Linked DNA regions of Mus musculus: all the other regions are linked to region 1. The links are chromatin contacts, called in public Hi-C, HiChIP or PLAC-seq and promoter capture Hi-C maps. All regions are on one chromosome and are shown on one strand. The core of a region is the stretch at or near the end of the contact, and the rest is flanking DNA. Distances in the headings are between cores, read along the strand shown.

Evidence for each region. A called contact is a pair of places that touch in the nucleus more often than the background predicts. HiChIP or PLAC-seq counts read pairs in DNA pulled down with a chosen protein or histone mark. Capture Hi-C pulls out chosen DNA fragments and counts their contacts.
Region 2: a contact with region 1 is called in a promoter capture Hi-C map of liver, with 2.4 times the contacts expected there. The contact joins the promoter of Scp2 here to the promoter of Cc2d1b in region 1. A contact is called at or near these places in 4 of 39 promoter capture datasets (cranial neural crest, neutrophils, pre-B cells and 1 more), 3 of 115 datasets of contacts at active chromatin or transcription factors (bone marrow-derived macrophages, embryonic limb bud and large pre-B cells) and 1 of 9 other capture datasets (liver).
Region 3: a contact with region 1 is called in an HNF4G HiChIP or PLAC-seq map of pancreatic cancer cells. The contact joins the promoter of Echdc2 here to the promoter of Cc2d1b in region 1. A contact is called at or near these places in 1 of 39 promoter capture datasets (pre-B cells), 1 of 484 Hi-C or Micro-C datasets (the HL-1 cell line), 8 of 115 datasets of contacts at active chromatin or transcription factors (astrocytes, embryonic forebrain, embryonic limb bud and 3 more) and 1 of 9 other capture datasets (embryonic stem cells).
Region 4: a Hi-C map of regulatory T cells shows a contact between it and region 1, with 11 times the contacts expected there. The contact joins the promoter of Nrd1 here to the promoter of Cc2d1b in region 1. A contact is called at or near these places in 4 of 39 promoter capture datasets (the HPC-7 cell line, cranial neural crest, erythroid cells and 1 more), 5 of 484 Hi-C or Micro-C datasets (CD4 T cells, embryonic stem cells, muscle stem cells and 1 more), 7 of 115 datasets of contacts at active chromatin or transcription factors (bone marrow-derived macrophages, embryonic stem cells, extraembryonic endoderm stem cells and 3 more) and 2 of 9 other capture datasets (adipose tissue and liver).
Region 5: an RNA polymerase II HiChIP or PLAC-seq map of embryonic stem cells shows a contact between it and region 1, with 12 read pairs. The contact joins the enhancer-like site here to the promoter of Cc2d1b in region 1. A contact is called at or near these places in 4 of 39 promoter capture datasets (HPC-7-derived erythroid cells, hippocampal neurons, neutrophils and 1 more), 11 of 115 datasets of contacts at active chromatin or transcription factors (bone marrow-derived macrophages, effector CD8 T cells, embryonic basal ganglia and 4 more) and 2 of 9 other capture datasets (embryonic tail and embryonic trunk).

Annotation. Positions count from the first base shown.
Region 1 is chr4:108,618,556-108,621,370 of GRCm38.p6, forward strand. Cc2d1b (coiled-coil and C2 domain containing 1B) reads left to right here and starts at 1,401. Exons shown (of 25, transcript NM_177045.3): 1 at 1,401-1,518. It overlaps Gm12743 (a long non-coding RNA gene), which reads right to left and starts at 1,300. Exons shown (of 3, transcript XR_003955254.1): 1 at 1,211-1,300.
Region 2 is chr4:108,117,151-108,119,965 of GRCm38.p6, forward strand. It overlaps Scp2 (sterol carrier protein 2, liver), which reads right to left and starts at 1,397. Exons shown (of 16, transcript NM_011327.4): 1 at 1,229-1,397. The coding sequence starts at 1,297.
Region 3 is chr4:108,164,098-108,166,912 of GRCm38.p6, forward strand. Echdc2 (enoyl Coenzyme A hydratase domain containing 2) reads left to right here and starts at 1,340. Exons shown (of 10, transcript NM_026728.4): 1 at 1,340-1,564. The coding sequence starts at 1,432.
Region 4 is chr4:108,999,213-109,002,027 of GRCm38.p6, forward strand. It overlaps Nrd1 (nardilysin, N-arginine dibasic convertase, NRD convertase 1), which reads left to right and starts at 1,443. Exons shown (of 31, transcript NM_146150.3): 1 at 1,443-1,952. The coding sequence starts at 1,621.
Region 5 is chr4:108,358,940-108,361,754 of GRCm38.p6, forward strand. No RefSeq gene overlaps it. Among named protein-coding and RNA genes, the nearest start is that of Gm46889, 9.2 kb to the left of the region's middle. RefSeq lists an enhancer at 2,079-2,815. Within about 2 kb of position 1,447, at least 91 of the 459 cell types and tissues checked have an H3K27ac peak or open chromatin away from gene starts, as enhancers often do. A contact at or near this core is called in embryonic basal ganglia and embryonic stem cells, where this site is marked.

The DNA.
Region 1 (2,815 bases), core at 151-2,650:
TATCCACTCTTAACCCTCCTTGTTCTATTATTATAAACTATCTCCTAAATTATACTCTGGCTCATTTGAGTCTGTTATGTGGGAAACACAAGATCTGGGAGCCTGTGGCAGGCCGGAGTGAGAGTCCAGTAAGAGGACAGATCCCCACTGAAAAGGAACTGTTGCAGAATGGGAGATGAAGTCAGTGGCCACATCTCCTGTTAATTTACATACACGGGTATGACTAGGTCTGGGAGGTAGCTGGACTGGCAGGGTGCTTCTAGCAGGAACAAATCTCTGTGTCTCATCGACAGCACCTCAGAAGTCCCAGAGGTGTAATGCCTGCACTAGGAGATGCAGACAGGAGGATCACAAATTCCATGTCATCCTTCACTACAAATCAAATTCAAGGTCAGGATTGAGTACACGAAAGTTTCAAACAAACCAGCCAGGTGGTGGTGGTGCACTCTTTAAGCCCAGCACTCAGGAGGTAGAGGCAGGTGGGTCTGTGTGACCTTGAAAACAATCAAATGAAAAAACCCAAAGCTGTAGGAATCACTATCTACTGTGTATTATTTGTGTGTGTTAATTTGAATGTCGGAGTGCAGGCAGGCCTGCATCTGTGTAGGGTCAGAAGACAACTTCTGGAAGTTGCCTTAGTAAGGCAGTTTATGAGTCAGAGTTCTTACTATGTAGCCCTGGCTGGCCTAAACTAGACCAGCTGCAGGCAAACTAAAGGACTCTGCCTCTGCCTCCCGAGTGCTGAGATTTAATGCATGCGCCACCACGAGGGCTGCAGAACTGATCTATCAGAACTGAAGCCTGCAGTCTCTCCACGAAGTGAGACTACGCACGTGGTGTGGGGTATCTCGGGGTTTGGTCTATCTGCAGGTCAGTTCCATCAATCCCCATATAACAGGACTCCTTGAGGTAGAGGCGACCCTTCAGCTTGCAGGGATGCTCCGGCCTCAGTTAATCGAGGGCTTTGGTTCCTCTAATCTGAAGTTTTGTCCTGCCCTCTGACTAGAAAGGAGCTCTATTTCCCAGAGAGCTGGTTTTCCGTGCCTAAGCTGCACAGACTGGAGGAAGCCGCATCCTCCAGGATCTCAGCACAGGGACGCGGCTCGGCTGCCTATTGGTAGCCAGTAGGACGCGGAAGCGCCGGGGCGCGCGAAGAGAACCAGGTAAGAGGCCTCTCGGAGAAACTACGGCAGGAATGGGGCACGCCTACCGTGGGTGAAGGACGCAGCACGCCACACCTCACGACGCTGCCGCCAGCCGGTATCGCGTTACCTGCTCCAAGATGCCTGCGCGCAGCCGGCCCCACCCTCGGCGTCACCTGTGGGCGCGCCCCGCCCGCTTCCCCGCGCACATGCGCACGGCGACCCGCCGGCTGTGGTGTCACGTGCCGGGCGCCTGCCACCGCCTCCTGGGCGGGAGCTTCCTGTGGCTGTCTCCGCCGCGGCCGCCCGGGGGCCGCGGAAAGCTAGGCGGTTCCGGGCTCGAGAAGGCCCGGTTTTGGTTCGGATCCGCCGCGAGGTATGCCACGTGCCCGCTTCCCGGCGTGTGGACTCTGGGGGCGGCCGGGGAGATAGAGGCGGCTTGGGTCGGGCCGGGCGGAGCCTGGCATCGGGAGGGCCGCGACCGGCCTGCGGCAGCGGAGCATCTCATTCTCCCGAGCTCCTTCACTCCCGCACCCCACCCCGGCTGACGCTTCGCTGTTGACTGCAGTCCGAAATGTGACACTTGGAGTGGCTTACGCCTGTGCGCTCACACCAGGGAACCTCGCAGCCCTGTTGATTCCCGCTCCGGACGCGGGATCGTGTCTTGTTTCTTAATCCCCACGCCACCTCACGCTTCTTCATAGATTTGCAAGATGCTCAGGGCTGAGGTTTCCCGCCCTATATGATCTCCCACTTCCCTGGGCACCTTCTGCATCAACCCATAATGCTTCCCAGTGTCTAACGCCCAAGTGTCTTTAAAGCCTTAAAGCTGTTTCTCTTTCTCCCCTAGTTCATGCCTTCATTTCTAGCCTTACGGTTTGGTTTATGCCTCCGTGGTGCTGGGCGTTTCTTCTCCTTGTGTAGGCCAAGCCAGTTCTCACCTCAGAACTGGTGTCAGTTCGTTTGATTTGCTTGGAGTTCTGCTATTCCCCAGTGTGCAAACTTCATGACTCAGCACAGGCATCGTCCTCTCCTAGATGTCTTTTCTATGTCCTCGATAAGGGGCTGCCTCTTGCACCCATTGTCCCTGCAGCTGCTCTGTGGTCGTTGTCTGCCCATGGGTCTGTTTCCTTGAAGCCTGAGGTAGGAGCAAATGAGTTCCTTCCAGTGCTGGACAGGTGGTGCTACAGTACCCGCTGACCACTTGTGACACCTTTCAGAGGATCTGAATACTGAATCAGGTGCAGAGTGCCCACGGGAACTGATGATGAGAACGATCCATGCCTGTGCTGCCCAGTGGTACCCATTAATCAGATTCACCTACTGAGCACTTGAAATCTGTCTGGTATGACTGAGGAGCTGAATTTTTAATTTAAATGTAAATAGACACATTATTTGCAGAACAGACAGCCTGTCCTGGAACTCACTCTGTAGACCAGGCTGGCCTCGAACTCAGAAATCCGCCTGCCTCTGCCTCCCGAGTGCTGGGATTAAAGGCGTGTGCCACCACGCCCGGCGACAGCACTGCTTTTAAAAGCCTTTCCAAACCATTGTACCTCAAATTGCTTCCATAAGTCTGCCTTCCATGGTCACCAGTCAGTTCAGAAATTGTGTTTCCACCCCCACCCCCCATATCCCTCTGTTGACAGTGGTCCCCTGCCTTCCGTCCCCTA
Region 2 (2,815 bases), core at 147-2,646, 500 kb before region 1:
GACTGAATCAGAAGTTTAAAGCCAGCCAGGGCCATATAAGATACTTTTTTAAAAAAAAATCTAGAGAATATTCTGGAAAGTTTTACTGCCCACCTACTTACTATATGAGAAGCTCCCCCTCTGAGAAACAGTGGGATGCCCTTTAAGTTTTAGAACATATTAGTCAACTTTTCTATTTACATGTTTTGAATAAATTATTTGTTTTCACCTGTTACTAAGATAATGTAAAATTTGGGTTTTGTTTTTTTTTTTTACAGTACAAAAAGATTCTTCACAGTAACTCTTTCACCAGTAAATCCATTTAATATCAATCATCTAACATTCACTGTCATTAGGCACGAGTGATTTATCACTGTGAGTGATACAGCAGTAAATAATTGTGGTACCCACCCTGTAGCAATACATTAGGAGAATATAGTCATCTGAACAAAGAATCCCAGTGCATCAAAGTAAATTAGAGCTAAGCTCAAGGCTCTAGAGGTAAGAAAGACAAGATAGGGCTGGCGAGATGGCTCAACGGGTAAGAGAACTGACTGCTCTTCTGAAAGTCCTGGGTTCAAATCCCAGCAACCACATGTTTGTTTGTTTTGTTTTGTTTGTCGGTTTGGTTTGCTTTGTTTTGTGAAACAAGGTCTTGATATGATTCAGACTCGCAGCAGTTCTCCTGGCTGCATCTCCTAAAGCTCATACTAGAGATGTGAACCACCCGGCCGGCCTACTCGGGATTTAGAATCTAAGGAAGTGTGAGATTTGTGCTGTGTTGGGGGCTCCTTCACAGACTAAAAAGCTAGAATAAGCAAACAGGAAGGCGAATAAAAAAATGACTGAGAGGGGCTGGCGAGATGGCTCAGTGGTTAAGAGCACCGACTGCTTTTCCGAAGGTCCGGAGTTCAAATCCCAGCAACCACATGGTGGCTCACAACCATCCGTAACGAAATCTGATGCCCTCTTCTGGAGTATCTGAGGACAGCTACAATGTACTTACTTACATGTACTTACATATAATAAATAAATAAATCTTTAAAAAAAAAAAAAATGACTGAGAGAACAAGCCCAAGATACTGAGACCCTAGTGACAGCATCATACACCCTCAGGTCGCCTCTCTGGAGGGAAAGGTCAGAGGGACAGCAGCGCAGACTGTGACCGTCCCCTTGCCGCGCTTCCCTGTCGCCTCGGACTGCGGGGAATAACAGAGGCAGATCTCTCGCTGCTCACAACTCTGTTTACCTTGGTCATGCCAACGCCGACCACGAACACCCGGCGCAGGCGCGGAGATTTCAAAGCGACAGAAGGCATGGCTCCAGCAGCGAAGGTCTCCTACAGACTGAGGCTTTGCAGAACCAAAGCCGGGTCGGGTCCGATTATCCCAACCCCAGGCGTCGGGGGCGGGGCCGCAGCGTCAGGGGCGGGGCCGAGTTACGGGAACCGACCGGAGGAGGCAGGGTAGAGGATGTACGCATGCGTGGCGATCCTAGAGCCAAGTCCTTTATGGGTTCTTTTGACCTACTGTGTTAGACTCAGGCAAAGTTTCTCAAGGAGGCCTCGGTTTCTGTGCTTCCTCTTTTTACAGTGAGAGAGGGAAGGCCTAAAATGGAAGCTCTGGCCTCAGAGGAAACTCAGAATCCTGTGGGGATTCTCTAGAGTGTTAGAGACGTTCTGTATGTGTGAGAGTAGTTACAACACGCAGTATATGAGCAAAAAGCACGATGTACACTAATAAAGTCAGAATTCTATGTGCGGATAAGATGTTTTTTAAAAATTAAGTCAGATCAGGGCTTAGTGGTTCACACCTTTAATATCTCCACACGAGAGGAAGAGGCAGGCAGATCTCTGCCAAAAATGGTACAAAGACCAAAATCCATCAAAGACCTGGTCCATAGTTCCAGGAAACAGGAAAGTCTCTAAATGTGGTAACCTTACGTTTTGGCTTCCGTAGTTCTGTTTCTTGCTAATTGAAGTGTGCCAACCAGAATGTGGGTTTCCATGATTGGACAAGTATCCTCTGTAGCCAGGAGCCATCAATACGAAGTTTGTTCTCAGCCTTAAGAGTGTCTGTGTCGGGCTGGAAAGATGGCTCAGCGGTTAAGAGCACTGACTGTTCTTAAAGGTACTGAGTTCAAATCCCAGCAACCACGTGGTGGTTCACAACCATCCGAAATGCGATCTGATGCCCTCTTCTGGGGTGTCTGAAGACAGCTACAGTCATAAATAAATAAATAAATAAATAAATAGGAAAAAAAGGTATATATTACTATCCCCTAAACTTAAAAAAAAAAAAAAAAAAAAAAGAGTGTCTGTGTCTCTATTACTATCCCCTTTAAAAGAAAAAAAAAAAGAGTTTCTGTGTCTGAGCTGGCGAGATGGCTCAGCGGGTAAGAACACTGCTCTTCTGAAGGTCCTGAGTTGAGATCTGACGCCCTCTTCTGGTGTGTCTGAAGACAGCTACAGTGCACTTATGTATAATAATAAATAAATCTTAAAAAAAAAAAAAAAAACAGACTGTCTGTGTGCTGTTCTCTGGTGGACATGCCTCAAAACAAATTCAAGTCCAGCCTGGAATCATCTGCAAAGTGAGACCCTGTCTCAAAAAAAAAAAAAAAAAAAAAGAAGAAGAAGAAGAAGAAGTTATAATGTGCATGGGGGGGGCTAACTTGCTCTGTAGACCAGGCTGGCCTCACATACAGAAATCCGCCTGTCTCTGCCTCCCAAGAGCTGGGATTAAAGACTTGGGCCATTACTGCCCAGCAACTATGCATATTTTTTTGTAACAGCCAGTCAAGCATAATCCGATCGGTCAGACCATGTCTGGTAAAG
Region 3 (2,815 bases), core at 90-2,589, 450 kb before region 1:
AACTCTTGCACGTACCCTTAATCGATATCCAGCTCCCACGTGATGGCTCACAAATGTCTGTAACTCCAGTTTCAGATGACACCTCTATGGCTCTGTGGGCTCCAGGCTAACTTGTGGTACACATGCACACATAGGCAAAGCACTCATGCACAAAAAATACAAATAATTTTTTTAGATTAAAAGACTTTAAAAAATTGAGTCAGGGTCTGATTAAATAACCCTGGCTGCCTTTAAGTCACAGCAATCTGCCTGTCTTTCCAGTTAAAAAAGCAAAGACTGTCTGCCCTCTCTCTGTCACTGGAAACCAGGCACACAAGTGGTACACAGGCAAACCCTTCACACAACATAAAGATAGACAAAGTCATCTTGTCTGATATTCACATAGCCATTCCTGGTCTGCAAGAATTCTCTCTCTCCTCTGACTCTGTCTCTGTCTCTCTCTGTCTGTCTCTCTCTCTGTCTCTGTCCTCTCTCTCTGTCTCTCTCTCTCTCTCTGTGTGTCTCTCTCTGTGTCTCTCTCTGCCTCTCTCTCTCTCTCTCTCTCTGACAGCGTCTCAGTGGAGCTCCCTGGCTGACCCAAAAATCAATATGTAGACTAGGCTAGCTTTGAACACAGAAATCTGCCCGAGATCTGGGATTAAAGTCATAGCACCCAGCTTCTTCTTCAGTTTGCTAAACGTGGGATTCTTGACAAACAGGGTTTTGGGTCTTTTTGTTTTTTGTTTTTCCTTTTAGCAGTTTGAAAATAGATTGTATAGTTTGCTGTGTTATTTCGTTTTGTCTGCCACAGGGTGGTCTTCAGATCACTGCGTAGCTACGAATGATCTCTGGCTGTTTGTGGTTCTGTTTGACGGAGACACTCTTCTCCCGCTGCTCCTACACATACGAAAATCAGTGGCTTGAGTTTTACTATTAGATGGCCTGACAAAGCACCCATATCTTGACTGTTCACCCCAGATGCTTGGTTGATTTACCCTGGATTGCCCTTCTTTCCTCTGCAAAGGAAGGCTAGGTGGCCGGTGGAGGACAGAAACTGGCAGTTCATAACTGTGAGCCAAAGTTCTTAGTTAAACTGGGAGGGGCCAGACGCGATCTTACAGCCTCTAGGACAGCAGACCTTGTCAGTGGGTGCAGACCACCCCACAGTGACTGATGAAATGACATGATCTGAGGGTACACGTGAAGAAAGTGCACACAACACATTCAGTTTTGGACACCACCTTCCTAGCCGTGCATTCGGATTAAATCTGCAGCATTCCCAGATTTCACGAAGGAGCTGAACTTGGGGTCTGCAGGCTCGCGGACCGCCGCACCTTTCTCTCCGCCCGTAGGTGGAGCCCTTGGCGAGGCCTCGCCCGCCCCGGAACTACGATTTTCCAGCTCTGCCGAGGAGGTCCCGTTCTCCGCGCCACCTTGCCGGCCTGCTCCCCGATGCTACGCGTACTGCCCCGCGCGCTGCGCCTCCCGTGCTCCTGGAGGTTCTCGGGGGCCCGGGACTGCGCCTCTCACGCGACGACCAGGACACCCGAAATCCAAGTGCAGGCTCTGACAGGTCCCAACCAAGGTAAAGTTGTGTGCTGAGACCCAACACATGGGAAGACTGAGGCGGGAGAGCAGGAGGATTGGATCTCAGGGCTCCCAGGGTAGAAGGGGAGCTCCCCAAACTCTCTAGAGGCCCGGGGAGGTGTGGAGCCGAGAGGAGAGCTGGGAGCAGGGCTGTGCGCCAGGAGATCAGGACAACAGTGCTAGCCAGGACTTTTCCCTCTAGAGCCTTGGCAATGATCGGGGACGGGGGTGGGGGGTGGGGGTGGCGGCGGAGCAAATCTGGCTGGACCTGAGGGGACAACCAGAGAGGGAGGGACGGTCCACAGGGTCCACGGACACACAGGGAAACTTCACAACCATCGGCGGCAGCAAGGTCTTTTATTGTACAAAAATACGCTGTGAAGCGTGGGTATGTTTGTTTGGACCTCAGGTGCGTTAGCTGGGTGCGGATCCTTCTCCAATGTAACCTCATCCCATCTCCGTTCCCATGTTGGATATTGTATTGTTCCTGTCTCTTCCTGTTCTTCTGTTTTATTTGTCTCCCCCTCCCCAAAAACAAAAACAAAAACAAAAACAAAAAACAAAACAGGGTTTCTCTGTGTAACAGCCCTGGCTGTCCTGGGGTTCACTCTGTAGACCAGGCTGGCCCTGAACTTCAGAGATTCACTTGCCTCTGCCTCCCAAGTACTGGGATTAGTGGTGTGTGTCACCACTGTCCCGCTTATTTACTTTTTTTTTTTTTTAAGAGTTATTTATTTATTTATTTATTTATTTTGAGACAGGGTTTCTCTGTGTAGCCCTGGCTGTCCTGGAACTCACTCTGTAGACCAGGCTGGCCTCGAACACAGAAATTCGCCTGCCTCTGACTCCCAAGTCCAAGTGCTAGGATTAAAGGCATACGCCACCACGACTGGCTTATTTATTTATTTCATGTATGTCGGTACACTGTCTCTTGTTTTCAGACCCACCAGAAGAGGGCATCGGATCCTATTACAGATGGTTGTGACCCACCATGTGGTTGCTGGGAAATGAACTCAGGACCTCTGGAAGAGCAGTCAGTGCTCTTAACCTCTGAGCCATCTCTCCAGCCCCTTATTTACTATTTTTATTACTGAATGTGAGTGGTTACATTTGCCACTGGGCACATTTTTTAAAAGGTCATTTCTTATCTCCTTTGCTGGCCTCTCTGTCTGTGCATCACATGAGTGCCTGTGGAGGCTGGAAGAGGTGTTCTTACCCCAGAACTGGAGTGACAGAGGGTTGTGAACGG
Region 4 (2,815 bases), core at 193-2,692, 380 kb after region 1:
GGATATCTTAATGCTTTTATTTTTTATTTTTTGAGACAGGGTTTCTGTGTGTAGTCTTGGCTGTCCTGTAACTCACTCTGTAGACCAGGCTGGCCTCAAACTCAGAAATCGACCTGCTTCTGCCTCCCAAGTGCTGGGATTAAAGGCATGCGTTACCACTGCCCGGAATCTTAATGCTTTCAAATACTTCTGCCCCAGTTCATGTATCCTCTTCAATACTTTGTCTTCCTACCCTGTTTTGTAGTCTTAGCATTTATTGTTTTTTTTTTTTAATGTATTATTTATGGTCAGTTTCTTCCCATAAGAAACTAAACTTCAAGCCAAGGATTTTTTGTTGTTTTTGAGACGGTCTTAGTAGGTAGACATGGCTGGCTTGGAACTGCTTTGTAAACCAGGCTGGCCCTGAACTTAAAGAGATTCACCTGCCTCTGTCTCCCTGAGTGCTTGAGATTCAAGGTGTGGACTACCACACCGGCAACGATTTGTTTTGTGTATGGCTTTATCTTCAGCCACACAAAGGTTCAGAGGCAGGAAAGACAACCACTAATGTATCTATCGGCTTAAAGTCTTTTTGTTGTTGTTGTTGTTTACTCATATTCATTTCGTTTATCTCTTCCATGTGGTATGATCTCATTCAATGGTGTCTATCAGCTTTTTATTGTTATCTGGTCAACTGCTTTTTATTTTATATTGTGTCTGTTCCAGTCGCTGCAAAAGCATTGGCAAAAACAAAAACAAAAAGCTTGGGAAAGTTACTTGAGGTTAGTAGCCTAACATGTTCTTGCTTTTCAGTAAAAGTTGGCCAAACTTAAAGGTAGGCTGAGGACTACTCCAGGGTGTGGAAGCTTAAAAAAATAAACAATTCGCATACAAGAGTGAGCATATTGAAACAGATCTGGAGCGTGAAAAGCACCAATGGTTTGGCAGCCTACAGGATGGAAAGATGCAATTGTTATTTCCGGTGCTTAGTGACCCACAAGCACTGCATCCATCTCGGGATAGGGTGGGAAAAGACTTCCGGTGCTCTGCTCTTTTAAAAAAGAGACCCGCTGAGTCACTCTAAGAATAGAGTGCAAAAAATACACCGCAAGTGGGTGAAGAAGATCAGCATCCACTATCGCGACTCACTTCTGTGTTTTCTCGCTGGGGAATATTTTCTCAGACACGGAGCGCTACGCGGTTTTCCTAAAAACAGCTACGGACGCACGTCACAATCGCAGCAAGACTTCTCCCATCATCCTCCGCCTCTTTTCCTTCGCCCCGCCCACGTCAGGTTTCGAAATGCTCTCTGGGTGCGCCAGGAACCCGGCCTATTTCTATTGGTCTCTCGCTTCCCCTACTCCCATTGGCTGTTTCTGCAAACGTGACGGCCGTTGTGCGTTGTGATTGGCTAGAGTCCATAGCGTCATCGGCTGTCAGGAGGGTGGGATGAAGAAAGTCGGTGTGAGCGAGGCCGGGTTGGAGGAGGGGTTCAGGCCTGTCCTCCCCAGCGGCTGGGGCAGCAACAACGCCGGCCGCCGCCGTCGCCCCTGGGACGCGGAGGAGGAGGAGTGGCTGGAGGTGTAGGAGGAGGAGGTGGGCCTGGGGAGCGGGATGTCCAGCGCTACGACTTGCTGGTGAATGCTGAGGAGAGTCGCGGTTGCTGCAGTCTGTGTCACCGGGAGGAAGTTGCGGTGTGAGGCCGGGCGGGAGCTCACGGCTCTGGGGCGAATCGAAGCACGGGGTCTGTGCGAAGAATCATCGAAACCCTTTCCTACGCTGACCATGCCTGGAAGAAACAAGGCGAAGTCCACCTGCAGTTGCCCGGACCTGCAGCCCAATGGACAGGACTTGGGCGAGAGCGGCCGGCTTGCTCGTCTAGGAGCGGATGAATCTGAGGAGGAGGGACGGTCTTTCAGTAATGTCGGGGACCCTGAGATCATCAAGTCTCCCAGCGATCCCAAGCAGTACCGGTGAGGGAGGAGGCTCGGACTGGGGAGAACAGGGTGCGGGCTTCGGTTGGTGCTGTAGTGACTTCTGGTCTCCATGTCTCCCGGAGAAGCAACAGGGTGTTACTACTTCCCATCCCAAATGTGTGTTTGGGTGAGGCGGCCAGGGCAATTTGGAGTAGACGAGGCTGGCCTTTAACTCAGAGATCTGCTTGCCTCTGCCTCTCAAATGCTGGGATTAAAGGTATCCGCCGCCACTGCCCGGCTATTTTTGACTTATATTAAAGCAAGAATTAAGGTTTCCATGAGGAAGACAGGATGGATGGTAAAGGGGAGGAGGGTTGGTAAGGAAAGCTTGACAGTTAGTGATTCTGAATTTTGGCGGAGAGGATATTTGAGATGTGTGTGTGTGTGTGTGTGTGTGTGTGTGTGTGTGTGTGTTATTTTTGTTCAGTCTCAATCCAAAGGTGTATGAGTAAAGAGAGGTAAAACAGAGTGAAAATTACGAAAAGGATGCTGTGGTTTTAATAAAAGAACTTTACATCACCCTTTTCGTAATTATCACTCCTGTTTACCTCTCTTAGCTAGCCTGAGATGGAGTGGCTTGTAACCATGGGTAGCTAGCCACAACTAGAATGGCTTAGCTAGATGACTTCTTCCAAAACGTATTAGAGATATCTTGGGCCTCAGTTGTATGAATGGTAGGCGTGTAAGATCCCATTTTATACAATGTTTCAATCATGTGTAATGAATGAATGAATGGTGACTCAATCCCCCACCTGAATAAACTTAAGAGTTACTTTGTTTCATAAAATATCTTGTATTTGAAATAGTTTCTATTATCTTACAGCTTAGTTTTCCTGGTTGAAGACGTTGAAACACACTCA
Region 5 (2,815 bases), core at 197-2,696, 260 kb before region 1:
TAGTTCCAGAAACATTGACAAAGTAGCTTAATTGGAATTAATTGAAGGAAGATATGCCATGAATATGGATAGCACAGACAGTGCGGGCCCCCGAAGGGAGGCTGGCTGGGCAGCGGGGGACAAGCTGAGGACATGAGCTAGTTTCTCACTCCATGGGTGAGCCCAGGTGGTGGACAGCCACATAGCTGCTTCTCCCTAGTGGCCCACCCTTTTGACCTTAGTGCCCTCCCTGTACTGGCCTCCAGACTTGGTTTTCTCAGACTGATAGAAGAAAGTCAGACCCTGGACTCTGAAATTAAACTCTGGCTCTGGATGCCAGACTCGCACACTTTCAGTAATGGACCTTTGCTAGCAATAGACTATTTCAAAATCAATGTAACAAGGGGGAGGGGGATGGAGGGGGAAAAACCCCTGATGTTTGTTTATTTTTAGTTTACATGCATGTCTGTGTGTGCCTGAGTGCTTGCATGTATACCAAGTGTGTGCAGAAGCCCGAGGAGCTCGGAGGCTGCTTCAGATCCTCTGAAGGTGTTTGTGAGCCACCATGTTGGTGCTGGCAACTGAACCCAGGTGACCACTCCACATCTGAGCTATCCTCCAGCCCCTAATGTTCATTTAACAAGAATGACATATGATAAGCACCTCAAAATTTGTACAGTCCTTTCACATCTGTATGGTTACCGTACAAGTGTGACAACTTCAGATTAATGTGCAGGAGACAAAAATAGGTTTAAGGGATTGAGAAACAGCCTTGCAGGACAGGCTGTTTTCCTTATGTCAAGGTTTTGATATTCTTGTCTTCTAGAGTTACAGTTCTAACTACTTGGTACCTTGTATCTAAATTCTCTCTATGTGTTGGGTAAATTTGGCCTGGTCATAAATGGTTTTTCTTAATGCACTCTGGCATACTGCAAGACTCAAACATAAGATTATCATTGTTGCCTGCGCATACTGGGAGCTGGTGCATTCGGAGATGGCTTTTTGGCAGGTCTTTATCATCCAGCACTATTTCAGTTCACAAAGGACTTGAAACAACGAGTCCAAGAATAGATTTAAAGTCACTAATGTAAGGATTGAGCTTCATGTCATTTGTCGTTTTAGTCAGAACATATTCTGATTTTCTTATAAGAAAAAAAATTTGAGCTAACAAAGATAGGAAAGGGGGAAAAAAAGAAATAAGTCTAGGTGGAGAGGAGGCCCAGCCTGCTGCACGCAGAAGGCCGAGTGTGCATGGCGGAGGGTGTCCGAGCTTGGCGGCAGGCGGAGCCAGGAGCAAATCGCTTAACGTCTGGGTCTCAGCTTTCACTGATACCGTATGCGAATAATAATTCCTGCCTGGGGAATGTTCTGGATATTATCAACCCTAGAGGGAATCTGCAACTAAGAGAGATGGCGTGGGGGGAGGGGAGCGGAAACACAGGAAGCTTCGAGGGGCTTGCGGTCTCCATGGAAACGCACCGGGAGAGAGGTGGGGTGGAAGGAACCCGGAGTGAGGCGGGGAAGATGGTTTGCACAAAGGGAGCTCCTTTTCCGAAGAGAAAGACACTTGAAAATGGAGCCCTCGCCTCACCACGCGCTGATCTTGCCCTAAACTTGAGAAGGAAGGAATCATCTCGCTCTTCGTCACCGTCTAGTTAATTTACCAGTCTTTCCCAATAGGTTGAGAAGTCTATCAAGAACAGAAATTAAAATGATTTTATTTCTTTGTTCTCAGAACTCAGAGCAAAAGATTTGAATGTGTGTTGGTGGGGCTAGAAATGGACTAAAATCTTTGTTTTTAGTCTTACATTCTTTGTATTTATGTGCATGAGTGTTTGCCTACATGTTTGTACCCCTCATGTGTATCTAATTCCCGAGAAGGGGGTCAGATTCCCTGGAACTGTATTCACAGATGGTTGTAAGCCACCACGTTGGTGCTGGCAGCTGAACCTGCATCCTTTGGAAGAGCAGCCAGTGAGTGCTCTTAACTGCTGAGCCATCTGCATTCTAGATGGTTCCATCTTTAAAATATGAAGTCAAAGCCAGATGTGGTGGTTCACATCTGTAATTCCAACTCTTAGTATACAGAAACAGGAAGATGTTCATTTTGTGGCCAGCCTGGGTTTACGCAGACCCCGTCTCACAAAGAAACAAAGACACTTTGCTTTGTTTGAGACCATCAAATACTGTCATGTTCCACCCAGGTCAAATTCAACTAGATTTCCTCCACAAAGGATTCCAGATTACTTCTTTTTCTTGGTGTTAGAATCTGCGCTTTAATGGTCCTTATTCCACACCTTACATCTACCTGATAACTTGGACTTCTTTTAGGGGTTCTCCGGTCAAGTTTACTATTTATTTGAGTGGGTCCCTATTGATAGGATCCATTCCCAGGAGGGTCACAGCATGAGGTCAAGCAACACCCTCAAGTAGACCATCCACTGGGGTGGTCCGTGAGGTGTGGCAAGGTGTGCAAGAGCCAATCACAGCCCTGGGAATGCTCTCCATGAGCTGTCCAGGTGGCTCTCCTGGATACCCTTACAGCTTGGCTTCAGTTGCCTCAGAGCATAGAGCAGAGAGTATAGTGGCCTCCTCTGAGATGAGGAGCTGTCTGGTGCCCGACTCATCTTGTGTTCACATAACCCACCATGGTCCTACAGACAAGCTATTCTGATCCCCAGGGCAGGAACTCAATAGGTTTCCCCAAAGCAGAGAGCCTTGCAGGTATATGTGTCACAAGATTCAGGAGAACAAGTTCTTCCATATATTGCTGTCAAGTTAAACTCCCAACCTCTTACTAGGGCAGAGGAAGGTTTTGGGACCTGCTTCTCAGCAC